Linked DNA regions of Mus musculus: regions 1, 2, 3, 4 and 5 are each linked to region 6. A link is a contact called in public ChIA-PET, HiChIP or PLAC-seq and promoter capture Hi-C data. All regions are on one chromosome and are shown on one strand. Each heading gives the region's core, a stretch centred on a gene start, on an enhancer-like site or on the middle of the called end of the contact. The rest is flanking DNA. Distances are from core to core; before and after follow the strand shown.

Evidence for each region. ChIA-PET counts read pairs in DNA pulled down with a chosen protein or histone mark. HiChIP or PLAC-seq counts read pairs in DNA pulled down with a chosen protein or histone mark. Capture Hi-C pulls out chosen DNA fragments and counts their contacts.
Region 1: an RNA polymerase II ChIA-PET map of memory CD8 T cells shows a contact between it and region 6, with 46 read pairs. The contact joins the enhancer-like site here to the promoter of Riox1 in region 6. A contact is called at or near these places in 7 of 39 promoter capture datasets (the 3T3-L1 cell line, the C10 cell line, the HPC-7 cell line and 3 more), 4 of 484 Hi-C or Micro-C datasets (the N1E-115 cell line, bone marrow-derived macrophages, cerebral cortex and 1 more), 5 of 115 datasets of contacts at active chromatin or transcription factors (T-cell acute lymphoblastic leukemia, embryonic stem cells and memory CD8 T cells) and 1 of 9 other capture datasets (embryonic stem cells).
Region 2: a contact with region 6 is called in a promoter capture Hi-C map of liver. The contact joins the promoter of Mideas here to the promoter of Riox1 in region 6. A contact is called at or near these places in 8 of 39 promoter capture datasets (3T3-L1-derived adipocytes, the C10 cell line, embryonic stem cells and 4 more), 3 of 115 datasets of contacts at active chromatin or transcription factors (embryonic stem cells and pancreatic cancer cells) and 2 of 9 other capture datasets (adipose tissue and liver).
Region 3: a contact with region 6 is called in a promoter capture Hi-C map of pancreatic islet. The contact joins the promoter of Zfyve1 here to the promoter of Riox1 in region 6. A contact is called at or near these places in 1 of 39 promoter capture datasets (neural stem cells), 1 of 15 datasets of contacts at CTCF or cohesin (the NIH/3T3 cell line), 2 of 115 datasets of contacts at active chromatin or transcription factors (extraembryonic endoderm stem cells and memory CD8 T cells) and 2 of 9 other capture datasets (adipose tissue and pancreatic islet).
Region 4: an H3K4me3 HiChIP or PLAC-seq map of embryonic stem cells shows a contact between it and region 6, with 4 times the contacts expected there. The contact joins the promoter of Psen1 here to the promoter of Riox1 in region 6. A contact is called at or near these places in 21 of 39 promoter capture datasets (the 3T3-L1 cell line, 3T3-L1-derived adipocytes, the C10 cell line and 13 more), 1 of 15 datasets of contacts at CTCF or cohesin (the NIH/3T3 cell line), 4 of 484 Hi-C or Micro-C datasets (the G1E-ER4 cell line, the HPC-7 cell line, pre-B cells and 1 more), 11 of 115 datasets of contacts at active chromatin or transcription factors (DN3 thymocytes, the SCID.adh cell line, acute myeloid leukemia and 7 more) and 4 of 9 other capture datasets (adipose tissue, embryonic stem cells, liver and 1 more).
Region 5: a contact with region 6 is called in a promoter capture Hi-C map of adipose tissue. The contact joins the promoter of Ptgr2 here to the promoter of Riox1 in region 6. A contact is called at or near these places in 3 of 39 promoter capture datasets (embryonic stem cells, liver and neural stem cells), 1 of 15 datasets of contacts at CTCF or cohesin (large pre-B cells), 7 of 484 Hi-C or Micro-C datasets (B cells, embryonic stem cells, natural killer cells and 1 more), 12 of 115 datasets of contacts at active chromatin or transcription factors (the SCID.adh cell line, acute myeloid leukemia, bone marrow-derived macrophages and 6 more) and 5 of 9 other capture datasets (adipose tissue, embryonic stem cells, liver and 2 more).

Annotation. Positions count from the first base shown.
Region 1 is chr12:84,240,810-84,245,486 of GRCm38.p6, reverse strand. No RefSeq gene overlaps it. Among named protein-coding and RNA genes, the nearest start is that of Mideas, 24 kb to the right of the region's middle. Within about 2 kb of position 2,191, at least 120 of the 459 cell types and tissues checked have an H3K27ac peak or open chromatin away from gene starts, as enhancers often do. A contact at or near this core is called in the HPC-7 cell line, T-cell acute lymphoblastic leukemia, bone marrow-derived macrophages and 1 more, where this site is marked.
Region 2 is chr12:84,216,449-84,221,090 of GRCm38.p6, reverse strand. It overlaps Mideas (mitotic deacetylase associated SANT domain protein), which reads left to right and starts at 2,210. Exons shown (of 13, transcript NM_001163501.1): 1 at 2,210-2,316. It overlaps Gm46319 (synapsin-1-like), which reads right to left. Exons shown (of 3, transcript XM_030247050.1): 1 at 4,568-4,642; 2 at 1,977-2,941; 3 at 1,439-1,608. The coding sequence ends at 1,527.
Region 3 is chr12:83,594,392-83,599,296 of GRCm38.p6, reverse strand. It overlaps Zfyve1 (zinc finger, FYVE domain containing 1), which reads left to right and starts at 2,075. Exons shown (of 12, transcript NM_183154.4): 1 at 2,075-2,300; 2 at 3,975-4,899. The coding sequence starts at 4,417.
Region 4 is chr12:83,684,769-83,689,439 of GRCm38.p6, reverse strand. Psen1 (presenilin 1) reads right to left here and starts at 1,288. Exons shown (of 12, transcript NM_001362271.1): 1 at 1,147-1,288.
Region 5 is chr12:84,282,984-84,287,667 of GRCm38.p6, reverse strand. Ptgr2 (prostaglandin reductase 2) reads right to left here and starts at 2,372. Exons shown (of 10, transcript NM_029880.3): 1 at 2,192-2,372.
Region 6 is chr12:83,948,059-83,952,456 of GRCm38.p6, reverse strand. It overlaps Riox1 (ribosomal oxygenase 1), which reads right to left and starts at 1,849. Exons shown (of 1, transcript NM_023633.3): 1 at 1-1,849. The coding sequence starts at 1,765. All of the region lies in intron 16 of Heatr4 (HEAT repeat containing 4), which reads left to right.

The DNA.
Region 1 (4,677 bases), core at 942-3,441, 290 kb before region 6:
TGTAGACCAGGCTGGCCTCAAACTCAGAGATCCTCCTGCTTCTGCCTCTAGAGTGCTGGGATTAAAAATGTGTACTACATCCTAAAACTGTGGCTCCAAATCCTGTTTTAGCTGTAATAGCTCACTGCATTGTAATACCCCTTCCTCATTCCCAAAGAGATGCGTTGAAGGTTTAAACCAACTACCTAAGACCATGACCTTACCTAGAAGCAATCTTTGCCAAAGCAATTAAGATGGGGTCATATCAGAATAGGATGGATCCTTAATTCAATATGACATTAGTTGCAAGAATATGGCCTTATGAAGACAGAGGCAGACATGACATTGGAGGCAGAGGTCAGAGTACTGAAGCAGCAAAACCAGGCAAGCCACTAGAGAGAAGGACGAGGAATGGAGGAAGCCCATTACCTAGCAGAGGGGGCATGGCCTCCCTTGCCTACACATCAGATTTTAAGGATGGCCATGCCTACACCAAAGTTTGGATGCCTAGCTTCTAGAACCATAAAAGGAGTGTATTTTTGTTTGCCAACCAGTTTGTGGATTCATAGAACTGCAGCTGGAGCCAAGAAGCAGCCTCCAGCGCTGCAGCTTCACCCACAGACACAGAAACATTGTAGTCATTGTAGTCATTTGTTTCCATTAAAAAATGATGCATGAGCCAGGTCTTGTGCACACACCTTTAATCACAGTTCTCAGGACTCAGAGGCAGGAGGATCTCTGTGAGTTCGAGGCCAGCCTGGTCTACAAAGAGCGTTCCAGGACAGCCAGTGCTGTTGTTACACAGAGAAACCCTACCTCGAAAAATCAAAACCACCAACCAAACAACTAACCAAACAAACAAAACCACTGTATTCCTTAATCCCAGTGCTCAGGAAGCAGAAGCAGGCAGATCTCTGAGTTCAGGCTTGTCAGCAAGGGCCTTTACTTGCCGAACCATCTCACCACTAGCCCAGTTTTTGTAGTTTTTAACAGATGGGTTAGTTTGTACATGCTTGCCCCAGGGAGTGGCACTATTTGGAAGTTTGGCCTTGTTGGAGTAGGTGTGTCACTATGGGTGTGGGCTTTAATATCCTTGTCCTAGCTGCCTGGAAGCCAGTTTTCTGTTTGCCTTCAGAACAATATGGTTGAACTCTCAGCTCCTTCTACCCTGTGCCTGCCTAGGTACTGCTATACTCCTGCCTTGATGATAATGGACTGAACCTGTGAACCAACCCCAGTTAAATGCTGTCCTTATAAGAGTTGCCTTGGTCATGGTGTCTGTGAACAGCAGTAAAATCCTAACTAAGGCTACAGACATTACAGAATCCATGTGTCCATGTGTGCAGATCCTCACTTCTTTCTTTCCTCCATGCCCCTTACAGCATACCTACTGTGAACCAAGTGTCCATGAGCAGCCTCACCCTGTCCTCCCCACACTTGCAGTCTTTATAGAAGAATAGTTTTCATGCCTTCCTCAGACCATCAGAACCATGCCAGGGGAGTAATATATATGGTTATATGAGAGGGGATTAAGTCTGTTTTTGTTCTAACTCCTCTGCCCCTAACATTTTATTAAGAGGTTCAATGAGATGTGCCAACAGCCAGTAAGGTGAGGATGCGAAGGGACACTGCCATCCAGATATAAGAGCTAAAACAACTTACTGTGTCACCATTGCACGAGGAAATCCTTTAACCTAATGCCCAAATGTTCTCAGGGGTACTGATGCTCAGTGTACTCAGGGGTACTGATGCTCAGTGTTCACGTGTGTACTGATGCCCAGTGTTCTCAGGAGTGCTGGTGCCCAATGTTCACAGGGGTAATGATGCCCAGTGTCCTCATGGGTACTGGTGACCAATGTCCTCATGGGTACTGGTGACCAGTGTCCTCATGGGTACTGGTGCCTAGTGTTCTCATGGGTATCCTTTTTCTCAGCTTCCTTCTATGTGTTTCCTGCCTGATAGAGGAACAGCATGAAGGCAACAACACCATTTGCCTATATCTTGAGTGGCACAGAATTCAGACCATCCCAAAGAGCCAGTCCTCCCTAGAGGGACCTTGGCCACCTTCACTGCTACCCCTGACTCTGTCAGAGTTTCTTTCCAACATGGTCCTTTAACTGGGACATACGTCTTTTTGCAGCCTCTGTCAGAGATCACGAGGCACACCACACTAGAGACATCACAGAGCTGAGTTGCAAGTGAAAACAGGAAGTGGCCCAGGCTTTCCTCCACAGGGGGAAGTGAGCCTCTACACCTGAGAAAGTGACTCTGATGTATCTACGTCAGGGAACTTGCTTCTCCGTCTGAAACATTCCCTCCTTGTGGGCAAAATTGGCAAAGGCTAAAATGCATGTTCCAGTGTGTGTGTGTGTGTGTGTGTGTGTGTGTGTGTGTGTGACACATTTCATGACTACGTTTGTCACACGTATCAGAGGACCCACCATCTCTGCAAAGGACCAAGGCAGCCCTACCAAGGCCAATTCATTTGCACCTCACTTGTGTCCCGGGTACATATGAAGTTACTTCAATAGGCAGCGAGAAACAGAACCATTGTCTTTACCCTATGGCTGCAACTATCAACCTGCGGATCACAACCCCTTGCACGGGGGTCACATATCCAATATCCTGCATATCAGATATTTACATTATGATTCGTAACAGTAGCAAAATTACTGCTATGAAGTAGCAACAAAATAACATTATAACCATAACCATGTCATAACCCTTACCCTATGGGCTCATGGTAAGTAAGGTTGCAGAGATGAACAGAAGCTCTGTGACCATGATCTGAAGTATGCTCGCCACCCTGGGAGATCTTGGAGCTCTAGCGCAGCTTCCAAGTCAGCTTGCTTAAAAACATTCTAAGCAGGCAAAGACAGCCATATACCATGCCATCCCTGTGCTGACTAGTTTTCCTGTCAACCTGATACAAGCATTTTGAAGAGGAACCTCAAGTGAGAAAAAGCCTCCAGAAATCAGGTTGTAGGCAGGCCTATATGGCATTCTCTTAATTAATGATTATAGAGAAGGACCCAGCCCATTGTAGGTGTTGCCATCCCTGGGCTGGTGGTCCTGGGTTTGTAATATCCAAAATAAATTCAAGACTACCCAGTACCTTCCCTCTTCAAAAGGACTTTCCAAACTGTACTAGCAGGTCAAGTACAGAGTCAGATAAAAGGCTGGCTGACTAAACAAATATAGAAACATAGTTTTAACGGTCAAAAACAAAATTAACAATTTCCCGGCCCCACCTCACACTAAAAACCATAAGGACACACAAAATGAGAGTCACCCTATACAAACCGACCAATGTCTAAAAAGGTTATTTGCTACACCAATTAAAATAAGCCAAACTACCCTGGTGCCTATATCCGGCCCTTACAAGGTATAAAAAGTGTGTTCTTTCTATGTTCTGTGTCTCTCCTCTGGCCTGCGTACTGAGAGAGGGTTCCCTAACATGTTGGATAAGTAAAATCCTCATGCGTTTTGCAACGACGGCAGTCTCTGTGGTCTTTGTGCGTGAGGGTCTTTTGACAAGCTACAACAGGTTCTATAAGAAAACAAGCTGGGGGGCTGGTGAGATGGCTCAGCGGTTAAGAGCACCTATTGCTCTTCTGAAGGTCCTAAGTTCAAATCCCAGCAACCACATGGTGGCTCACAATCATCCATAATGAGATCTGATACCCTCTTCTAGAGTGTCTGAAGACAGCTACAGTGTACTTACATATAACAATAAATAAATCTTAAAAAAAAGAAAACAAGCTGAATAAACCACGATGAGCAAGCCAGTAAGCAGCACCCCTCCATGGCCTCTGCATTAGCTCCTGCCTCCAAGTTCCTGTCCCAACTTCCTTTGATGATGGACTATGATATGGGTGTGTAAGCCAAGCCAACCTTTCCTCCCAGGTTCCTTCATCATAGTAATAAAACCCCTAATTAACACACCGCTAAACCTGCTTCCTAATGTGTCTCTGCTTCTTCTGCAGAGCCTGTTGCATCGAGGTTGCTGTACCTCAGCTCTGCTCTCCTCTCACTGGGTAGTCAGAGCTCAGCCTTTCTCCCTCCTCCTCCCATCACCTCTCTGTTTACTCCCTGGCCCACTAAAAGGAGACCTCTCTCAGGGCTGTCTGTGGGGAGTTCAGTGTGGCTTGGTATTGCTACCTTGTAGTGTGTAGGGCAGGGAGCACAGAGGAAGCCTGGGACTAGAGTCCTGTGTTTACCTCAGAAGCCAAAAGACAGGTTGACTTTCATAGTGACTACATATACACACACAATACCACATACACACCCTACATACACACAAACACCCATACACACCACATATATACACACATGTACACACATACACCACACACACACACCACATACACACAAATCACTTCACAAACTCTCTCTCTCTCTCTCTCTCTCTCTCTCTCTCTCTCTCTCTCTCTCTCTCTTTCTCTCTCTCTCTCCCTCTCTCCCTGTCTCTTGCTCTGTGATTTTGAGACTCTGCACTAAGGAAGCCATTTCCAGGTATGCCCTTGATCTTGGACCAACAGTAAGCAAACATTTCTTTTCCTTCACTCTGTCTGTAGTTTGTGATGCCATTGAAAACCAAAACCAGGCATAATTTACTATTTGTTGAGAAGGTCAGGCGGTAAAGCAAATGCTTTCACTAGCTGTAAACTGCTGGTCCACTGACATGGTGTTATGTGC
Region 2 (4,642 bases), core at 961-3,460, 270 kb before region 6:
CTCCACTGCTGTTGCTATTGAGATTACTGTTAAACTGATTCCTGGGCTAAGAGACTTTGGAAGGCTTGGATAACATGGGATATGAGCGAGACATCCCTTTCCAATCTCACTCAAATGGTTGTTGGTAGGTCTCTCACTTCCTTTGCCAAGGGCTGTCTAAGAACACGATGGTTGTCTTCCCTTCCTTGCAAGGAGCAAGGTAGACTGAGACACAGAGACAACCCAAGCTGCAAGCCATAGCTTTCTCTATAACCCAGTCTCACAGATGACATCACATTTCTTTTGCCGTATTCTGTTTGTTAGAACTGAGTCAGTAGAGTTAGGGACGAGAGCTTGTGTAAGGGTGTGAACGCCAGGCGGCAGAGATCATTGGCAGGGAGCTGTCTACCACATCCTCCACACAGGGTCCTGAGACTTCCAGCAAATGCCACACTAGGCAAGGACAAAGCATTGTGTATGTGCTGATGTGAATGTCAGGCCTTCACACATTGTGGGCTCTGCTAATTACTCCTGGGCATGCAGAAACACTGAATATTCATGAAGTTACCACAGAGGATTTAGAATTACAATACTGAACAACAACAACAAAAAAATACTCCATTCCAGTCTTAGCAAATACGGAGTAACACTGTTTTCTTCAGAAGCCTGGTCATTGCTGTAAGGAATTACTTCTATTCCAAAATCAAAATGAGGAGTACCTCCGCCATACCTTCACTCCATCATATGATGAAATAATAAAATGTCAAAGAGTTATACTTAAGTCTATAACATACTTACTTCTTAAGACAATATTATTTTCCATTCACTGCACTTTTTGTGTTTGTAATGTAATAGTAATGTCTCGGTAAAAGGCAGACCCCAGTGCACTGGTAGCTGCAAGATGAAGGAATTCACGCTGCCAGGAGAGCTTGGGTCAGGGTCTACATGCTTCTCATCTTTGGGTGAGCCTGTGGCTTCTCTTGAGGTATTAAGCAGACTTGGGGTGAGGGTATCCCCACATGTTGTTTTCCATTAATCTTACATCACCTTTGACACAAAACCTGTACTCAAGCAGAGGGCTTTCTGGGCTTCAATGAGGAGATGGGAGGTCTGGGAGATATTATCAGGCCAATGTGTTAGTAGGAGTAGTTTGGAAGTGGGAAAGGGAAAATTTTGTCCAGCTTAAGTGGACGTCTCTGAATGGCCTTTTATGGGTCCCTGTTTTCCAGAGCAAGCTTCTGCCTCACTAAACGTTTCTGTTAGGAAAACCTTGCCCTGCAGTTTTGGCTGTCTCCTCCCCCCCCCCCCCCCCCCCCCACACACACACACAGCAAAGGCTAGCCTAGTCCTCTCTCCAACCTAAGGGAATTAGGAGTCTTTCTTTGGGCACTGCTGTGTAACTGCTTTCTTACTGGTCGCCAGAGGCTCAAAAGGCAGCTCTCTGTTGATGTTAGTTTTAATACGCCGAGAAAATTTATTTTGGGCAGTGATAAACTTCAAAATTACTATTGCCTGAAGCTCCTGCGTCCAGGATCCACCTTGTAAAATCACTTCTGGCTAATGATGACACCCGAACGCACCAGGCTCCAGAGATTCTGAGACTTGAGTGCACAAGGAAGAGGTGGGGATCTGAGAAGAAAGGGAACAGAACGACTATTTCCCAGACCCGACGTGGGTGATGACATAGTTCCTGAAATACAATGCATGGTAACATCGTGTACAAGTGCCACCCGGGGAAAGCCACTGACAACTGTGCAGACCTGTAAGGGACATGAGGACGGGAGATTGGAGTTTGGCCTAGCATTATTCAGGGAAATAGTACACTGCTTTCACACATGTCCTCTCTAGTCCAAATAACAAATGAAATGAAAACCTTTATTATCTCTCCCCTCTCTCCCGACTGTATGTGTGCGCGCGCGTGCGTGGGAGGAGGAATGTAGGTGGGGGACTTTTTCCCCTAGGGTCCCTTGAACTCAGCCCCTAGGCTCCAACGCCACCTTTTAGACTCAAGGGAGAGCAGGAAGTCTCCGATCGCACTTTCCCCAAGAGCAGAGTGAGGGTAGGGACGAAGCTTCCACAGCCGCTGCAGCACCGGGAACCGAGGGTCTGGCTGGGGGCCGCGCGGAGGCGCGCGGAGCCGGGGCGCGGGCGGGGCAGGAGGCTGCAGAGCCCTGCGCGCCGCCGCGCGAGCTGCTGGGTCACAGCCGGGACCGCGCCGCCTGCTCGGCGAGGAAGTGACGACTGCGCCGTCCCGAGAGCAACAAAGTTTGAGTCTGCTGGTCGCGCTCGAATTGCGTCCCGCGCCCCCTCGGAGCTGCCCAGGGATCCAGCGTGCAGGTGAGTCGCGGGAGCCTGGTGGCCTTCCCGCCGTGGGGGGCGCCGACGTGGAGCTCGGGGCGGGAGGGGGGATCCGGAATTCGTTGGGGTTCGGCGGCGCGGGCCGGGTCGTGGGACGCTGGGAGTGGGGGTGCAGGAGAGGGACAGGGTGGCGGAGATCTCGGCCGGTGTTGCGCCCCTGAGGTGGTTGTTTTGACTCGGGACTTAGACCGGCCTGGCTGCAGCCTAGCCCTCTCAGGGAGCCACCCCTGAGCGCAGCGATGCCGGGAAGGGGCCTCCCCGGACCTGCGACCGGAGCCAGCCCTACACCCCGCGCCCCATCTCTTCGGGTTGCGTGCAGCTGCTTTTCCAGCCCTTCCCGGTGTTTCCCCGGGAAACGTTCCCTTCCTCTACGCCGCCCTCCACCAGGTTTCAGGAAGGAAGTTACAGGAACTTTCCCTCTACTTTTGTTTGCTCGGCCTTGCAGTGACGAAGAGCAGAGCAACTCAGAAGTTTGGGTCAACAGCCCTATCCATTTCCAACCAGCAAAACCCGAGTTGTCCCCCAGGCCTCCTTGAAACGAGCCCCTCCCGACTCTACACTTTTCCTCCCTCCCTCCCAAGCCCCGAACCCAACAGTAAGCTCTCTAAGGCCTAACACTTTGCAATTTAGCCATAAAAACTGTCAGCACACCCACGTACATATGTGAGTGTTTTCTATATAAAACCCAGAAAGCCGCTTCCAGTGGACTCCGTGGCATCTTGTTCTTTTCTGTGTTCTAAAACGGCTAGGGCTGCAGGAGTTTGCCTGGGAACTTTGATGATGGTTCCCCGCCGCCCGCCCTCGGTAGCCTCGTGCTTCTGGGTCTTTAAAGAACAGCTGAGAAGTTTATGACATCTTTGCATAGTTGCAGGGGTCTTGGCGTGGCCCAGCAGCTGGCGCCAGGGCTCCTTGGTTTGTGCCTGAAGCTGTAGCAGCGGCGGGGACAGGGCGATGTGTGCAGGAATGTGTGTACAGGCCGTGGACAGTTGGAGATGGGATGTCTAGAGCTTGAATAGTGCAGTCCCTAGCAGCAGCTTTCTGCCGGTCTGTAATTACTGCGTGATTGCACAGTCAGGCTTTGTTGGCGTGGATGTTTATACACACGCTATTGTGCAAGCTCTTGGTGGTGGTGAACAAAACGCAGATTTGCATTGCAAATGCTTAGGACAGATCTGGGCCTGAACTGCTGTTCTCGAATTCTTCTTACCCTTTAACTTTTGCTGGATGGTTGTTTCCTTGCCTCTCCCTTAACCTCCGACAGCTTGCTGATCTCCTGAGAGTCTGGCTACTCAGGAAAGCAGTCTCTCTTTACTATTTACTACAGAATAAATATCTTAGGCAGCCTGAGCATTGTGCCAAGAACTGTACCTTCACTTGTCCTGAGAAAATGTGGGATGACGTCAGCAGGAAAAGGAGATAGGAGATGACTGTCCAATCCTGTCTTCACGGAAGGGCTGTTTGAATGAGCAGAATTGCAGGATTGGGGCTAGCTATAAAGAGGAGTCACAGGTCATGTATGTCTGAGCTGGCCGGGCAGACTTTGAGCCTTGAAGGATCAGCTGCAGACATTTAGGTGGGTCCTAATTCCTTTATTGTGTTCTGGGCAAAGGGGAAGCATGCTTAGTGGGTAAAGGAAATGTGCCAGGCTCTGAGACTATGTGTCTGTGTGGCCGATGGGTGTGGGGTTGAGGGTGACTCACATGTTTTCTGTAGTGTGGTCCCTACACCTACTTCCCTAGTACTGTCTACAGGGACAGGGGTCTTCATATCTATCCAAATTCTGCCCTGCAGGAAGCAGGCTGTCTTAGCTACTTTTCTAGTGATGTGAAGAGACACCGTAACCAAGGCAACTTATAAATGAAAGCATTTAATTGGGGACTTGCTCACAGTTTCAGAGGGTGAGTCCAGGATCATCATGGCAGGGAGCATGGCAGCAGGCAGGCAGGCATGGCGCTGGAGCAGTAGCTGAGAGCTTAGATATGATCAATCCACAGCAGCAGGTTTGGGGGCGGGGGTGGTGTGGGGGTGGGATCAGGGGCACTGAGCCCAGTATAGGCATTTGAAAACTCAAAACCCTCTTCCAGCAACACACCTCCTCCAAACAAGGCCACATATCATAATCCTTCCAAAATAGTTCCACTAACAAGCAAGGAAGCATTTAGATGTATGAGTCTGCGGGACGGGGCGGGGGGAGGGGTAGTGCCCATTCAAGCCACCACAGGGGCCCAACCTGCACATAGGAGAAGGCTAATGGTTTCTTGAGAGCTTCAACTGTATGAAGGACCAGCGCAATCCTTTGGAGACC
Region 3 (4,905 bases), core at 826-3,325, 350 kb after region 6:
TTTTCTTAGTGATTGATGGGGAGGGCCCAACCCATTGTGGGTTGTGCCACCCCTGGGCTGGTGGTCCTGGGTTCTATAAGAAAGTAGACTGAGGATGTCACAGGAGAGCAAGCCAGTAAGCAGCACCCCTCCATGGCATCTGAATTTTCCAAGTTCCTACCCTTTTGAGTTCTTGTTCTGGCTTCTTTTAGTGACAGACTACAGTGTAGAAGTGTAAGCCCTTTCCTGCCAAACTTGCTTTTTGATCATGGTCTTTCATCACAGCAGTAACCCTAAGACACCAATCTAATAACTCTCCATTTTAATAAGTATGTATTCTATTGGTTCTATTCTTTCATATTCCAGGCATGGTAACTTACTTTTATAACTCCAGTGCTGGGTAACAGAAACAGGATCTTTGGGGCTCACTGGCCAGACAGTCTAGCCATCTCGGTAACATCTAGGCTAAGTGAGATCTCAAACAAATAAACAAACACCCCAAACCAACCAGCCAACCAGCCAACCAACCAACCAAAACTAACAAGACAAGGTGGATGGCTCTTAAGGAATAATGCCTAAGATTGACCTCTGGCCTAAACACACCCTTGACTCATGTGCATATGTACCAGCACCCATATGCACACACACAAAATAAAACTTAAAATGCTAAATGTTTGTTCCTATCAAACCCCCATTTTTTATGGTGCTGGGGCTCAAACCCAGGGCCTTGTGTATGCCAGACAGCCAATCTCTTTTGAGGGACACACATAGACCAATATATTTACTTTATAAGCAAGGTTATGAAATAATCTGGCAAAGCTACACACAGCCACAGAGGCAGTCTTAGGGATAAAACCTTTGTCATGCCAACCAACCTCAGGCTTATTTAAAACTTGTTAGCTTAACTTTTATAAAATCCCTTCTTCTCCATACACCATCTTATTTCTGGTAAACACTTTTTAATGTGATTGTAGATGGCTTAGTTCTTATTATCCTGGTTGGTGATGTGGTACAGGTAAAAAAATAAAAAGTTCATCCAGGTTTGCCGCTGTTGGCTCTGTGTCATGAAGAGTTAATTTTCAGCAATATAATCCGTATACATAGCTCATTCACTATTTTGTAGATTTGGCTTAACTATTGATCTAATTATGTCCTGAGATCTATGAGTGTCCTCTTGAATCAGAAGATGAGGTCTTATCCAGTGTTGTCAATAATTTGCTGTGTACCTTGGCAAGTAACCTAACCTTAGTTTTCTCTCTCAGGTTAACCATTATCAAGATAAAAATCATATGTTAAGATTGGCAGAGCCATCAGAAATTACACAGCAAAATTCCTTTATTTTATGGAAGGACTGAGTGATTTACCCTACCAACCTATGTAGTTAGTTTTCCTAGGCATTACAGACCAGTATCTTTTCCATGCATTGTATTTTCTCTCAATATTGTCTCAAGAAATAAATGAGAAAAAAGTGAAAGTACTAAACAAATATAAAGCTATTATTAAAAAAATCAGACAATAGTATTACAGACACTGTTATCTTAAATTTTATTGGAGTGTGTACTGTAACTATTCTGCACAATATAAAAATTAGAAGTTATGATGTCTATGTATGGAAAAAGGCAGAAAAGGAATAAGGCTGGAACAAAATTAACAGTTGATTAACTTTGAAGGGAAAACAAAACAGCCTCAAGCATAGTAATATCCTCTCAATGTTTACTGGTATTTTTCCACTTTGAGCATTTCTGAAGGAAAGATGTACAATAATAATGTGCCGTGCCATTTCCTGGTTATATAGAACATCATATCTTTTGTTTAATTTACAATACTCCTTCCCGGGCCACTGCCCTAAACTAGTCGCTGCAACCTGCAAAAACCTCAGCCCCGGCCGAGACTCTAAGTCCCGAAATGCTTTCAGGCTTGTCTGTCCCGCCTATTCGCAACGACGATGCTTCCATCGGGAATTGTAGTCATGTGGAGCTTGTATTTCAGGGCTGTAGGGCAGAACGACAATCCCCCCAAAACTACAACTCCCAAAAGGCCGCAAGCGCCCTTCCCGCTCCCCGTCGTCGCGCTCCGCCCCTGGCCGCTCCTCCCTAGCTGGGCTGCGCTGTTCATGCCTTCCTGTTGGTCTGAGCTGGGAGAAGTTCACTCTGATCAGCTGATTCCAACTGACAACAAGAGAGGAGGAAGCCTGGGAGGCAGCAGAGGAGGAGGGGGCGGAGATGGAGCTGAGGATGGATCCGCCGGGGCCCTAGAGCAGCCCGGGTCCTGTCGGCAATCCGCGTCCCCCACACCGCCTTGCCTTGGCCGAACTGCTCCGGGTGGGCTCTGTGGGCCGCGGCGGAGAGGGCGGGGGCGCCTTGGCCCAGCCCCGGGCGAGTGCTGGTCCCGGGGCTCCCTCCAGTCGCTCCTAGGAGGAAGGGGGGACGGGTGCGGCTCGAGTGGGGGTGGGGTGGCATAAACAATGGATTCGGCTCCGGGATGTGCGGGTTTGTGTGAAATTTGGGGGGCCTTCTTTGTTCTTCGTCTCCGCTGCCACCCCTTGGGTTGTGGTGGTGGTGTCCGGGAGCAAGGTGGGTGAGGGACCCTGGATTGGAGAGAGGCGTCGAGGTTTGGGGGGGGGGGGTTTGCTCCGAGTGGCATATTGTTTGCTTGGCCTGGTGGTGGTGAGGGTCAGCTGTTCTTTTGAAGGTTGGTTTTCTGTTTTTCTTAGTAGTGACAAGTTTTGATTTTTGTTTCCCTTTTGGGAGCTGACTGGACACGTCTGAGGTTAAGGTGAAAATAAGGTCCCCTGGTTACTCCCTTGCCTTGTTTATCTGAAGATCAGATGGATAGATTGGCTACTGAAAGGGAGGAGTGAATATCTGAAAGGAGGACTTTACACTTGGTTGTGCTCTTGGAATAGGAGGCAAAGGTAGGGAGAATTAGGAGTGTAGTTACGTTAGTGACCCAAAACCCCCTTTCCTGTCTTCCCAAGTTTTTGACTTGGTTTGTTTTGTTTTAAGTGTTTGAGTGACAAGAGAAAATGAGTTGTTTTGACTCACTGTAGGGCCTGGCTCTACTGTGCGCCTAAGTGCTGGAATTCTGCCTCCTGTTGCTGCCGGTTCTCTTCCTCTGTAGAGAGGAGGCACAGGAGGAAGCTCAGTAGTTGTCTTACTGTTTTTGAAAATGAAGTTGGGACTATTGTTGTCAATTTTAGAGTCCTTACTAGACCTTTGCTCGACTAGAGCTGAGAGAGTCCATTTTATAAGGATAATTGGGTTTGTAGAGGTCTTTGAGGGTGGTGTGAATTTATTGTTACAATATTTTTCTTAGCTTTTTACAGACCTCCTTTTCCATTTCTCATATATAAGGAGCAGGTGCAGAGGGCTTAGCCTCCTAAAAGCTGTCTGTTTAGTGATTTTGAATCAGAGCTTAATGAAATGAGAAGAGCATTTTACCAACAAACCAGCAAAATCTTTAAGAAGCTCTGGGTCTAGAAGTGTTTTGTTGTTACACATATTTGAGACAGGGCTTCTCTGTGTAGCCCTGGCTGGCCTGGAACTCACAGAGATCCACCTGCCTCTGCCTCCCTTGTGCAGGAGCCTCTAGGCTGGTTTTTGTAGTTAGTTTAGTAGCCAGGCTTCAGCCTTTTTTTTTTTTTTTTTTTTTCTTTCTTTTTTCTTTTTTTGGTTTTTCGAGACAGGGTTTCTCTGTGTAGTCCTGGTTGTCCTGGAACTCACTCTGTAGACCAGGCTGGCAGGCTTCAGCCTTTTGAGTGCTAGGATTTACCACCATACCCAGCATGGCAGTTGATTTCAGAAGGGAGATCCTTAGCCATGATTTTGAGATGACATTTCTAGTCCTAGAAGAAGCCACTGTAAGTTTTATAAGCAAGAATGAGGGTTCTCTCTGGGTTTGGCCTAGCAATTAGGTGCTCCTTTTTGTTTGCTCAGTTTAAGGTACACTTCTGGTTTTTTTCCCCAGATGAGTAAAATCTTCTTTTTCTGCTCTAGGTAGCCCTTGAAACATTGGCTTGAGGTCCAAGTAAATCGAACAGCTCCTCACCACCTTCTGTCATCACTCTGACTTTGTAGCTGAGACCCAAACCAATGAGCTGACCTTTGTGAACCCAGCAGACCCCTCAGCGTGTGGCAGAGACTCTGTCAAGTTCACTTCCACCACATATTTCTTTGCACTTTGCAGAGGATGAGACCATCAAATTCAGTGGACACTGCTGCTGCTGCTGATACAAGAGACTGGGAGGCAGAGAATTAAAAATCTGAACATTTGTGAGCGTGTGAAAATCCTAAGCCAGTCAGGTTTTCTTTTTTAAAGGGCTCAGAACCCTGTGAAGTGCTAGCCACCTTCAGCCTCAAAGCATTTGTCTTCCTTCATTCCTGGGAAAGTACAGTAGTGACTGTTGCAGGGTGGGTGGTTTCCAAACGAGTCTAAGTTATGAGTGCCCAGACTTCCCTAGCAGAGAAGGGCCTAAATCCGGGGCTCATGTGCCAGGAGAGTTATGCATGCAGTGGGACTGATGAAGCTATCTTTGAATGTGATGAGTGTTGTAGTTTGCAGTGTCTCCGCTGTGAGGAGGAACTCCACAGACAGGAGCGCCTTCGAAACCATGAGCGGATAAGACTCAAAGCTGGCCATGTCCCTTATTGTGACCCCTGCAAGGGCCCCAATGGGCATTCGCCAGGTGTTAGGCAAAGGGCAGCCGTGAGGTGCCAGACTTGCAAAATCAATCTCTGCCTGGAATGCCAGAAGAGGACTCATTCAGGGGGTAACAAGAGAAGACACCCCATTACCGTGTACCTTGTCAGTAAGGTCCAGGAGTCCCTGGAGGGGGAAGAGATGGATGAGGAGACCAAGAGGAAGAAGATGACAGAGAGGGTTGTGAGCTTCCTCCTGGTAGACGAAAATGAAGAGATCCAGGTAAGT
Region 4 (4,671 bases), core at 39-2,538, 260 kb after region 6:
GAACATTTAAAACTAGTATTTGTGGTTCACGCTCATCTTTCAAGGGTACAATGGTACAGAGATCCTTCTAAAACAACACCAGGCCTTTCATTCCTATCGCTGACAATGCTCCCTGAAGCTTCCGTGTTTCTCAGCTTCTGTGACACTGCACTATTGTGGTTTCTGCATTCGTCCTCCTCAGCAGCCTCGTTGTCCTCCTTCTACCTGGCTCTTTGTTGTGTTCCCTAAGTGTCCACCCAGTTCTCTGCTCCAACATCAAACAGCAAATCTACTTAAGTGACCCATGTTTACAGTTTACAGCTCTGACCTCAGGCCATCTTCACCCGCTGTCACTTCAAAAGTACTATTTCCAAACCACTGCCTAACTTCCTTATTTCTCTCTCATTCTCCAAACTTGAACCCAGTCAATCTTATGCGTTAGTTGAACAGATCGCCTGTCCTGCTCACGTTTCTTCTACGTTTCTGTTACTGGAACTCTCATTTCTCCTAGTTATGTAAAAAGTTACCTCAATTGTCTCATGCACTCCGTCCTCCACTACCAGGCGGATGTGCCTGAGCCTCTGTTCGCGGCAGTGCCACATTTGAAAACGTGAAAGGGAAGAACTAGCAAACACTAAAGGCGCCTACAAGCGTCAGACACATGCATCGTGACAGTTCTGAAGAAAGAACAAGCGCCATACGACTCTTCGCCTGCCAACAGACACACTGAGAAGTTAGCCCCGAGTGCCACTCACTCACTTCTGGACTATGACACACTCGGGGCACCAGACGCAGAGTTTCACCAGTTGCTCAAGGCGACCCAGCCTAGGGCGCTTCCTCTATCTCTAGCTCCACTCTGATCGAGAGGCCACCCCTGATGCCAGCCATCTGCTCCCGGCCGCCCGGGGAAGCCAGCACTTCCGGGGTACCAAAGCTCGGAGAAGGCTGCTCTCAGTCTGGCCCCGGCTGGGTTCCGAGAAACCGGCTTCACCCCGTTTCCCACGCGGGGTTCCTCGATCTCCGCCCGCCTGGACCCCGCCCCTCATCCCTAGAGACGCCCGCAGCGCGGCCCTCGGAGACACAGGCCCGCCCGGACCCCCGGCAGGCAGGCGACGGTGAACACGACCGGCAGAGACACCCTCCGCCCCGCACACCCTGGGCACGCACCTTCTCTCTCCGCGCCCGGGCGGCCGGCTCGCAGCCTAGGTTTCCGCCTCAGCTGCCGCTGTTTTGTTTCCGACGAATACTCGCGGCCCACGGAGCAGGTCGTCCTAGGCCCCGCCCTAGAGGTCTCACCGGTGTCGCAACTTCCGGCCTCGGCGACGTTGGCCCCTAGACCCGGGAGGGGACGGAGCTTCCGGTGGCGCGCGCAGGCCACGAGGGCTGGGGGCTGGAGCTGGCCTAATCCACTCGCATAGATGTAAGGATGTGCGCGACCTGAGGCCTCTCTAGGGTTTGAGGCGCGTCTAGCGTTCTTCCAGTCTACAAGTGACATTTTCCCTTGTTTTTGGTTGAGACTGCGATTCGAGCGTTCCCTGCCGGTATCAAACATACCTTGTAGGAAAGGATGGGCTTGAACCTATTTATTTGGTTTCCATGTGTGGGGACACCGTGCCTTGTTTTGTAGTGACATTTTAAATCCAACACTTCCCATTTCTCCACAGTATTTATTTGAACAGTTCCTCAAAACGGATAAAATTTACTGTTTGTACTCTCAATAAACCAAAGCGATTGGTGGGTAAACAGAACCTGAGAAATATCCTATTAGTCTAGGTTCCGAGTCTGAAAGTCTTCCCAGATGGCAAGCTTCTAGAAAGCAAAGAATGTTTCCTATCTTGATTTTTACATCCCTCAGATTTTCCTTAATCGGAGAGACAATTATCAACAGCACACCACACATTTCACTTGGGCAAAAAACAACAGAGAAATTATTCATAATCCCAAATAACCAGAAAACGGCTAATGTGCTTAAGGAGCACACACGAGGAACTAGATTCTACTCCCAACAGAGACAAATACATCGGGATGGTGTTGTATCTGAAATCATAACACTCAGGAGGAGATGGGGCAGGACAGTGAGTTGAAATCGGACTGGGATTCCTAGCAAATTACAGGTCAAACTAAGATACACTGGGTCAAACTTCCTTTTTTCTACTTCCCAGAAGGCCTCGTTCTAAATAGTAGAGCATCCATCTCCATTTTCTCCCAACATTCTCAACCCTGCTTCAATAAACTCAGACTTCACTATTTTCATGCTTAAGATCTTGATACTTTAGTCTTTTCCGCCAGCGGAATGGCAACTGGGAGGAGACATAGCATAACCTTGGGTAGTTTTCCCTCAATCATTTACTTATACCCTCAATCATTTACTTATATGGGAAGAAGGCAGAAAATTGTAGACAGTACAGAACAAGCTCAATACACTTGCTAAACAAGCATAGACTAAAAGCCATTTGCAAACTACATTAATTGCGATCTTTTGGTAGAATGGCAAATGCTGTAAACTATACAGAGAAGCAATTTCGACAAACATTTTTGTGCAAAGATGTTCGTGGAGTACTGGTATATATATAAAAAAATCTCACTGTCCTACAACAAATCTTAGTTCACCTAGGTTATAAAACTCATGAATGGGGCTGGTGAGATGGCTCAGTGGTTAAGACCACTGACTACTCTTCCAAAAGTCCTGAGTTCAAATCCCAGCAACCACATGACGGCTCACAACCATGAGATCTGACGCCCTCTTCTGGTGCGTCTGAAGACAACTACAGTGTACTTACATATAATAAATAAATAAATCTTAAAAAAAATACTCATGAATGAAAGCTATGAGCAAGAGAACTGTCTAATGGACAAAAATGGCAGTTGTATTTACACTCAGTGTTCCAATAGATTCTTGTAAAAGTAAACCCTCAAAGGGGAGGGGGGACAGGAACTGAGTAGACTACAGATACTTCTGTTTTCTATATTCCTTTTTAGGGATATAAACACAAATATTACATAAATGACATGGGAAGACTGACACCAGGGAAGGGCAAAGGTGATTAAACATTAACCACCAATGAATATCAAATAGACAGACAATGTTTATAGAGTGCCAAGAGAAGCTAATGTATCCCACTCGGGCACCCACGGAAATATCAAGGCACACAACACTTCTAACTATGTGAATAAGATCTGAGACATTTGAAAGGCACATACTAAATAATTTTCTATTTTTTCAATGTAATATAGCATTGAGGGTCTAGAAACACTAAAACCTAAGAATGACCAAACAGTGCCAAAGAATAGTGAGAATTTCTGCAGTGTAGCATTTATTTTCCCCATTATTCAAAACCTGGCAATAGGAAGATGAGAAAACCCAGTAGCAACTAATGAGTGAAGCAGGAAATGACTTGGCCTGATTGACTAGGTCACTTAGGAGAGGAGCCTGCAAGGCAAGACTAGGAATGCAGTCACTAGAAGCCAGGACCTAGTCAATCAGGCCAGGTTTTCCTAACAATGACTCCAAGGTAAGTAATATTTGCATATGACCAGAATTCACTTTTGCTCACAGAAACTTAATGATTTCCTACAGAAATATCTTTCAATGAAAAATTTGCCTTTATTTAGAATATCGCCTAGAAATCAAAATATGTTTCCTCAGTTTCTATAATTGGGTACAACTACCAACAATGTAAAGCTGCCAGGAAAAAATAAAAAACTGTTGAACTATTCATTTTTCCTTTTGTTATCAAAAAGGAACTGAGTGGGCTAGAGAGATTGCCTAGCAGTTTAGAGGTCTGACTGCTCTTTCAGAGGTCATGAGTTTAATCCCCAGCAAGCACATGGTGGCTCAAAACCATCTGTAATGGGGTCTGATGCCCTAGTCTGGTGTGTATTCATATACATAATAATAATAAAAAAGGGAATCTGAGTATTGTCTGACTTGTTTCTTAGTATTTTGGAAGTGGAGGCAAAATACTGAGTTCTACAACTGAGCTCCAAGGGCAGACAGGTGCCTAAATAAAGCCAAGGAGAGACAGAAGGAAGCAGGGAGGAAAAAAGGACAGGAAAGGACTTCAATGGAATGAATCTCTGGGAGAAGTAGACTTAAAATGGTAAGGTTCTAGCAGTGGTGGTGCATGCCTCTAGTCCCAGCACCCACAATGGCAGAGACAGGAGGATCTCTATGAGTTCAAGGTCACACTGCTATAGCAAGATGTTCCAAGACTGCCAGAGCAAAACATCCCCTTACAAAGAAAGAGGGAAAAAAGGAGGGTTCGGCTACTACACAATTCAACTCTTATAAAGGCTATCAGTGCAACTAATAATAAGTGATGTGGCATACAATTTAAAAACACTGCTTGAGAAAAATGTCTTCATTCATGTTTTTAATCATTTATTTTGCAGGTATTTCTAACTGTTTTTAACTTGGTCACTTTTAAGACTCACATAGGGAAGGGCAAGGAAATTACACCTAGTCTCTCAAAAATAAAAGCAAATAAAAAAAGGTAAGTTAAATTTTTGAATTAATGAAGGCATGCTCTCAAATGCAAACAGATAAAGCTGAACTAAAACCAGAAAAACCTGCAACCATTCTGACATAAAAATCTTTATTCTGTAGTCACAGACCTGCATACCAAGTTGGATACACAAACCGCATAAACAGTGGATGCCTACTTATATGTATGTGCGATTTTATTTTCTTCA
Region 5 (4,684 bases), core at 1,123-3,622, 330 kb before region 6:
TCACACCCTCCAACTGGGTGCAGACTCCAAGTGCATCTCTTTACACCCAGCCACAGATACTGCCTATGGAATCACCATGTATAGAAATCACATAAAAATTAAAAACCAAGTTTATTCAGCTACAACTGTCAGACTGTCCTTGAGTGGTTATTACCTGTACTGTGATGGCTAAATCTTCAATCAAAGGACTGCTGCCCAACTGCCTGAGTTTCTTTTCCTATTGCTGTGATAAAATACCCTGACAGGAGCAACTGAAGGCAGAGGAGACAAGGGTTATTTTGGCTACAGTTTAAGGGCACAGTCGTCATGGAGAAGTCACTCTGGGTGCTTGAAGCAGTCACTCACACCACACCAACAGTCAAGAAAAAGAACAACGAGGCTGTCGAGATGGCTCAGTGGGTAAGAGTACCAACTGCTCTTCCAAAGGTCCTGAGTTCAATTCCCAGCAACCACATGGTGGATCACAACCACCTGTAATGAGTGCGTCTGAAGACGGCTTCAGTGCACTTATTTATAATAATAAATGAGCAGAGCCAACCAGAGTGAACAGAGGTCCTAAATTCAATTCCCAGCAACCACATGAAGGTTCACAACTACAGTGTACACATATACATAAAATAAATAAGTCTTTAGGGAAAAAAAAAAAACCAGAACAAGGAATGCTGGTGTTCAACTGGCTTTGTCGTTTTTATTCAGTCCAGGACCCAAACCTAAAAAATCGTCCTACTCAGCCTTGGGGTGAATCTTCCCACCTTAGTCATCTTAAAATGAAGCCAATCCCTCATGGGTACACCTTGAACTTGTCTATTCAGTGATTTCTGATCCCCCCAAGTTGACAGTCAGTGTTAGGCATCACACGGTGACAGTTATCTGTTCTCCATTTTCAGCATTCTGCCTTATTTCTCTAGATACACATAACAGAGCCAGTGTGATGCCTCCCACCTGTAATTCAGCACATGGGAGGTAGAAGAGAGAGGAATGAGTTCAAAGCCAGACTTAACTACATAACAAAATTCAAGGCCAGAATTCTGGGATATGAGAGACCTTGTCTCGAAAACAAACAAACAAACAAACAAACAAAATCAACCATGACTTACTCACAGGTTCTCCATCTAAAATAAAGATCACATTCAAGACCTGAAGGGCAGTGGGTTAGGAGGCATCATAATGGAGGCAGAGCTGAGTAGACCTCAGTAAACCCCATTTGCTGTTAAATTAAAGTGGGTTTCTAATTGATTCGACCATTCTAAAATACCACCAAAAGATCTGGTTCAATGACAGTCATTAAAAATACGCCTTAAGCATCTGTGTAGCAGACTATTGTAAGGAAAAGCTCACTGAACTCACAAGGGCAAAGGACATGTTCTGTTTCTAGCTGGGTGGGACCTCGGAGGGGTCATATAGTTTATTTCCTGAATGTTTCCAGGCATCCCAGAACTGGGTGAGTTGACATGCTCTAGCATGGTAGCGTCTTACATTTGTAATCCCAGTTATTGGGCAGATGGAATACAGACGGCAAATTCAAGGCCAGCCTGGGCAAATTAGTGAGAACCTGTCCCAAAATAAAAATGAAAAACAGTCTGGCAATATAGCCCAGTAGTAAAAACCTCTTGCCCAGCATGCATAGGGGAGGTGGAAGGCTGATCTTGGACTCAATTCCCAATACAGAAGAAAATAAATTATTAATCAGCTTGCTTAAATACAACTCCGTCCTCAAACACCACCGCCATGAAGTTGCAAACATGCTATCCTTTTCACAGACGCCATACAGGGGCTGAATAACTTGTCCAAGGTCGCACAACTTATCCCCAATATCTTTTAATAAAACACACTTCCTGTTTAGCCGTACTTTGTTCAACCATTCTGCCACAAAGGGCTCTGCTGACCTTCCCTGTGCTGTCTATGCCATCGTGTGCAAATGTCCACCTCAGAAAGCCAACCTTCCTCTATGGCTCCCACGACTAACCACTTTCACAGAAATTACTAGTAATCTCACATTTTCAAGCCGACTTCCTGGATCCTCAGCACCAAGAGGATCAAAACCTCTTGGTGCTGAGGTTTTTCAACATGACATAAGTATACCCCTATGCGTGGCACACAGTAGGCGCTCAATAGATGTTCAAATCTGAAGCACCTCAAACACAGTCGCGCCCAAACTTCACCCTCGGAATTCTTACAAAACGGAGAGCACCTGTTACGGGGCATTCCCTAGTCTAGCGTCCCAAGCTATACCGCCGGTGTCGCCCGGAGCTCGAGGAGGACGCCCACAGGTCACCCTGGCTCGGCACTTCCTCCTTTTCTGCGGGCTTAATCCAGCTTCCGGTGCAGCGATACAGTGGCCCCCCTGCGTGTCTGTCAGTTTGAGATCTCGCGGGATTTGATGAACAGCGAAGGGTCAGCTGGCGGCACGACCTTAGCCCTAGGACCACACTGCGCAAGCGCAGGACTAAGCCGGCCTCCTTGCCCTCTCGTCTCCTAGGGCCGGGGTTTTGAAGTTCATACGCGATCCTTTGGTCCCCAAGGTTGGTGAGAATCACAGGATACGTTGCTAGTCTAGGCAAGGAGTATCCATAAGTTAACCTCATTAGGGCTCCGTGGCCGACCCCGCCTCCAGGACCAAGAGAGCAAATTAACTAATGACTTCAGATCAAGTCCCCTGTGTCCTCTTGTGCCCCCAGAGGTTGAACCCGCGTCCTGGCACGGTCTAGGCAGACGCCCTGACAGCCAGCCCCAGCCTCTGGAAGAAACTTGATTCATGTTAGATTCACTGAGTCTTAGGTTGGGGAATCACAGTGAGAAATAGCATCAAGTCTAACCCTTGTTTTGTAGGTGAACAAGCTGAGATCTAGAGGACTAAAGCAGCGGTTCTCAACCTTCCTAATGCTGTGACCCTCGTGCGTGGTGACCCCCCCAACCATAAAATTATTTTCATTGCTACTTCATAATTGTTATTTTGCTATTGTTTCGACCCGTAATGGAAATGTTTTCCGATGGTCTAAGGGGACCCCAAGAAGCTAGAAACTCATGGTTTGAGAACCACTTGACTAGTCACTATCGGGTGTGGTTTGTTTCTAGAATAACTTGGGATCTCCAGGAACTGCAAACCCTAACGGACTTAATCAAGCGGCTGTAGGAATCGCCCTTAGCACTGTATTCCAGCAAGGGCTAATCGCGGAGCTCTAACTCTGGTATAAAGAGTAGCTGAAAAATACCAGTACCGCCGGCAAATGGGCAGCCATCAGATGGACTGGAGGCCCGGGTAACAGAACATCTGAACATTTTCACTTCGTTTGGAAAACTTGAAGAATGGGGTAGGAGACTGTTACCACATTCCAAATAACTTTCCAGCAGGATCTGATCTCTTGGTGGTCAGCTGAGTGAACCAGAGAAAGAGGAAACGCTCAAAAACAATAAAAGTGATAGCAGAAAACAGAGGGAGACTATAGATTACATCTAAAACTCAAAGAGAAGAAACTTAGTTTGGGCCCTTTTTGATGTGAAGTCCCCTTTTCTCCAGGTCTCAGATGTTCAAAAACTGCATGGAGGAGTTCAGGTTTATTTATTTTCCTCCCTTCTGAATTTTCTCTTCACACTAAGGGTTACAGTCGTTTGTATGACTTGAGTTGTACCATGTATCATATGGGTATTTTTTTCCTGATATGGTTTTATTTTTATTTTTTGTGGTGTGGTGTGGTGCGGTTTGGTTTGCATCACGGTGCCGCTACATAGGCCTGGGTATCCTGGACCTCACTCTGTAGGCCAGGCTGGCCTAGACTCAAAGAGATCCACCTGCCTCTCCCTTCTGAGTGCCTGGACTGAAGGTGCCAGCACTGGCTTTGGTTTTTATTTTCAAGGTTGCGGCCACTGCCATTTTACTAATGTGGAAATGGAGATTAATCACTCAAGCGCCAAGATGAAGGAACTAAACGTAAAGGAACAAGTCCCCAAATGAGAGCAAATACGTCCTTCTGTTTCTGCCTTTGCTGTGAGTTCAGGATCCCCTTCTCTTCCTTCTCTGCAGCTTTGCGTTGTCTCTCATCCTTTAACCGGTGCCAGAGATAAATGTTTTCCAGACTTAACTTGAGGGAGGTGCCAACCTTTCTCCCCCCAACCTAATGCAAACAAACTGTGGCACAGTCTGCGTCCCTCGCCCCAACATTCCTACTAAATATAAGCATTTAATCTGATAGGTTTATGTAATCGTTTGCTAAATGACCTTTTAAACTACAATGACTCCATTTGAATTCCTGTGAAGTCATCTCTTTCAGATTGCAAATTACTCAGGAGGAAGAATTAAAGTATGTCTAGCCTTCTTACTACATAGCCACTCCACGCAACAGAGATAATTTGGTGCTAAACAAATACATTTTCATGGAAGTGATAACTGTTCATAATGCCAAACCCAAACATAGATTCTAAAGAAATAACACACACGGGAGGTAAAAACCATACCTGCCTGCCTCTGCCTCTGCCTCTGCCTCTGCCTCTGCCTCTGCCTCTGCCTCTGCCTCTGCCTCTGCCTCTGCCTCTGCCTCTGCCTCTGCCTCTGCCTCTGCCTCTGCCTCTGCCTCTGCCTCTGCCTCTGCCTCTGCCTCTGCCTCTGCCTCTGCCTCTGCCTCTGCCTCTGCCTCTGCCTCTGCCTCTGCCTCTGCCTCTGCCTCTGCCTCTGCCTCTGCCTCTGCCT
Region 6 (4,398 bases), core at 600-3,099:
ATAACATGGTTGCCAAGGAGAGCTGGTCTTCCACACTGTCACATGGCAAGTCCCCCACTCTCACAAACTCCGGGTAGGAGCGAAGCAAGAGTTCCATGGCGTCGGCTTGCTGGGGGTGGATTTCTAAGCACTTGGGTTCCTCTAGGTGATAAACTCGAGAGTTTTCCACCGTGTGATACAGGAACAATCGGCCTCCCTCTCCCACCAGCCGAGCTACGCCGTCCTGAAGCATGTGGACTTGGGTTTCAGTTGTCAGCTGGGCCCCCACATTGACGGGTTCTCCAGCCTCCCAGCGAACTGGGAGCCCGTGAACACTTAGAGCCCGTTCCCTATCGGTCAACACAGGGGGCAGGGAATCGTGAATGAAGTCTTTTGCTCTCTGGTCAGCCACAGCATCGACAGGAGCAAAGTGTCCCAGGCGAGCAACCAAGACCCGCACCTTTTCCATGAAAGCTGTCCTTCTAGGATCCTTAGAGTCGGAATGCTGGGCCCCCATGTAATCCATGAAGTCTCGGGGCAAGCCTCTGCGGAACTCCACGTTCTCCTCTATGGCCGCTTGCACTGCCAGAGGCAGTACAGCCTCCAGGAAGTCACCCCATGTATTGCGCTGGTAGGTGGACAAGGTGAGGTGTAGGGAGTGGACTCCATCCTGACATTCAGCTTGGTGAATGAAGCCCCGAGGAAAATAGAGCAGGTCTCCAGGTTCCAGTACCGTTTGCAGCACAGGCTCACCAAGGTCCTCCTGGCTGAAGTTGGGACTAGATGTCAGGGCCAACTCCTCACTCGGGTCCCGCGGTCGGTAGACGCGCCAGAGTTTCCGACCTTCCAGCTGCAACACGAAAGCCTCGATGTCATCGTAGTGAGGAGCAAAGCCCTGCGAGTCCGGGGGCGTGAGGTAGACGTTGGAGCCCGCCATGCTGCCAAACTGCTCCTGGAGCACGGCCAGAAACTGCCACACGGTGGGCGAGAAGGCTTGCGGGCACAGGAGGCGCAAGGAGCAGCCGGCTCGGTACAAGGACCACGCGGCGGCGGGAAGCGCGCGGCCCGGCGGGTTCAAGGTCTCCCGCCGTCCATCGACGTAGCGCGCGGCGTCCAGATGCTGCCCGAATTGCACGTCCTCGTAGCGCAGCATCGAGTCCAGGTCGGCGGTGGAGAAGAGACCCTCGTAGTAGCTGCGGTCCTGCCGCCGCACCAGCACCGCCTCCCGCTCCCACAGCCGCCGGTAGAAGTGGTCCGGAGGCAGGGGCGCCAGGAGCCACTCGAAGAGGCGGGCGGCGCGCCTCCGGCTGCTGGGGATGCCGTTCAGCTCCGTCAGTACCTGCTGCAGCGGCGAAGCCCGGGGTCGCCCCGGCTCATCCGCGTGCGAGCCCGGCGGCGGCGGAGCGGCCGTCCCCAGGTTCCGGGAGAGCGCAGCCCATCCCTCCACGCGGCTCGGCAGCGTCGCCGAAGCCGACCTCGGGCGCGCTGACACCGGCCGCGGCTCCGCCGACCGCGAGGCCTCCAGCAGCTCTGCCGGCCTCTTCCGCTTGCCCCGAACCGAGGCCACCGCCACTTTCGAGTCCGAGTCCTCGCTCCGGAGCGCGCGAGCTCTCAGCGCGGCCACGCGGGACGCCGCCGCACTTTTCCGGTGCCTTCGGATCTTCCGGGGCCGCAAGGGCAGGGCCAAGACCGACGCGCCGCGGGGCTGCGACTGCGGGTGCCGCCGGCGCCTCCCCCGCCCGCGCTTCAGCAGCGCCGCACCGTTGCCATTCGGTAGCTCGTCCATAGCGGGGCGGCCGGCGGGTCCCACGCTTCCGCGGCCGTGGTGCTTTCTGGGAAGGGGGCGAGTCCTTCGGCATTCCCTGGGTAGGCCAAGCCTACCGTCTTCCTGGGTCCTACAGCTAGCCCGGTTTGTCACCTTTTAAAACCGCGGTAGTATGCACTGGCAAGGCAAAATTCTCTACCAGATAAAGACTCCGTGTAAGAAAAGAAGGCACGAGGCATTTCAAAAGAAAACAACTTCATTCCTCTTTTTTGCTTTTCTGGGACAGAATCTTTCTACAGAAGCCGTAGCTATATAGTCCTAGAACTTATTAGGTGAGCCAAGTTGGCTTTGAACTCACAGAGATTTCTGTCTCTGCCTCGCGATTGCTGGGATTAAAGGTGTGCAGCGCTGAGCCTGGCTTCCTGTTTTAGTCCGCTTTCTCATTTTTGTGGTAGGCATTTTTGTTCCTAGGCAGTTTCCTGGTAGAATGGAATGAAGGCAAAGTTTGATATTCTGTATGAAGCACAGCTCTTACTGGCTCTCTTCACTGCAGAAAACTTCATTGTTAAGCCTCTCCTCTTCTTTTTCCTCTCTCTCCTCAGTTACAAAGCCTTGCCAGGTATGGTGGTTCATGCACGGGGAAGGCTGAGGTTACAGGGTGAGCCGCTTGTAATTAATATTCTTCCTCTGAAAAGGAAGTTAGGGACTTCTCCACTTTGTCAGTGTATTGCTACATAGTCCTTTCTAACCTCAAACTCCTGGGCTTGCCTCTCAATATGACATTGCAATAGGCTGTTTCTCCTCCTCCTCCTCTTCTTCAAGCTTCTGACTTTTTAAAAAGTTTGTGCATGCGTACGTGTATGTCTCAAGGAGGCCAGAGAAATCTCTTAGTACAGTAGTTTGTGGAAATCTCTCTCTGATCCTTGGATAGAGTCGTAAACACTCTTTAACCACTGAACCATCATCTCTAGCCCCCCGCAGACACCGCTTCTGCAAGCATTCTTGTGAGTGTGTGTGTGTGTGTGTGTGTGTGTGTGTGTGTGTGTGTGTGTGTGTGTGTATTTTACATATGTATGTACCACCATGCCTGGCAGAACATAGGTCTTGATTGGGCAGGATGGCAATACTTTCTCAGGGAGTTAGGTAGCTTAAATGAATTGATTGGAACCTGTGATGGTTAACACCGATTGTCAACTTGACAGGTGTTAGTGTTATTTTACATAGTGTGTTGCAGTTTTCCTCTTAACCCAGCTAACTCCCAAAGAATTGAGACTGGACTAGTATATTTACTCAAAAAGCTTTAAGGGCACAACAACTGAGCAGGTTACTCTATTTTAATCCTTTATGCTAATCTAGCACCTTCCCGACAGAATCTTCCTGATACTTGCAGCATTTTAGTACTGATCTGGTTCTCTGGGCTCCCGGACTGCTCTTTGTTTTTTCTTTCTCCTTTTCCTTATCTCTCTTGGAGTCTCTCCTCCCAGCCAATCCCCACTTCCTCTCTCGAACTCTGCAAATGTCCAGCCCTATTCTCTTTCGTGCTCATTCATTGGCTGATCAGTTCTTTACTGACCAATCAGGGAATTATTGTAGAGCAAGTTTTTCACCACATTGAGACATGAGATTCTCAGAATAAGGATTGCAAATATATATGGGGGTACAGAAGTCCACATTTGAATAATTCATGAATAATCTTTACATAGTACACAATAACATTATGACTACAGTCAGGATCTAGAATCACTAAAGAGGCAAGTCTCTGGGCACCTCTGTGAGAGATTGTTTACCTTAGGTTGAAGTAGGAAGACCCGCTGTAAAAGTGAGCAGTACCATCCATCCCATGGGCTGGCGTCCTGGAGTGGGTAAGAGGGGAAAGCAAGCAAGCGATCTGCACAGCGTCTTTATTCTCTGCTCTGAGTGAGGGTGAAGTGTGACTGGCTGCGACCTGCTCCTGCGGCCTCTTCTACCCTACCACGAGGGAACGTAGGTTCGCATAAATCCTCCCTTGAATTGGAAATATCTTTTCAGGTATTTTTTTGTCAAAGCTAGGGGAAAGTTACTGTAACAAACCTAATAGAGGAGCTATCCATATCAGATAAAGCCATCATGGGAGGTTGTGAAGGGTCTGCCCAGCACTGGGAGTGGGGTCTTAAAGCCGCCAGTGTCAGCCGGGCGTGGTGGCGCACGCCTTTAATCCCAGCACTCGGGAGGCAGAGGCAGGCAGATTTCTGAGTTCGAGGCCAGCCTGGTCTACAGAGTGAGTTCCAGGACAGCCAGGGCTACACAGAGAAACCCTGTCTCGAAAAACCAAAAAAAAAAAAAAAAAAAAAAAAAAAGCCTCCAGTGTCATCCCAAGTTCTGTGCCCTACAAGGAGGCTACAGGGGTCTGCCAGAAGGAGTCTCAGGAGGCATAGCCTTCCCTTTTTAATAACCACTGTTGTTGTTTTTTAAATTTAATTTAAAAGGTTTTTTGAGATTCATTGTATGTGTATGGGTGTTTTGCTTGTTTGCATGTCCATGGACCATATATAACTAGAAGAGGGTATCAGATCCCTCTTGGAACTGGAGTTATAGCTAGTTTTGATCTGCCAAGTTTTTAGCTAGGATGCTGGGAATCAAACCTGGGTCCCTGAAAGAGAAATTAATGCTTTTAA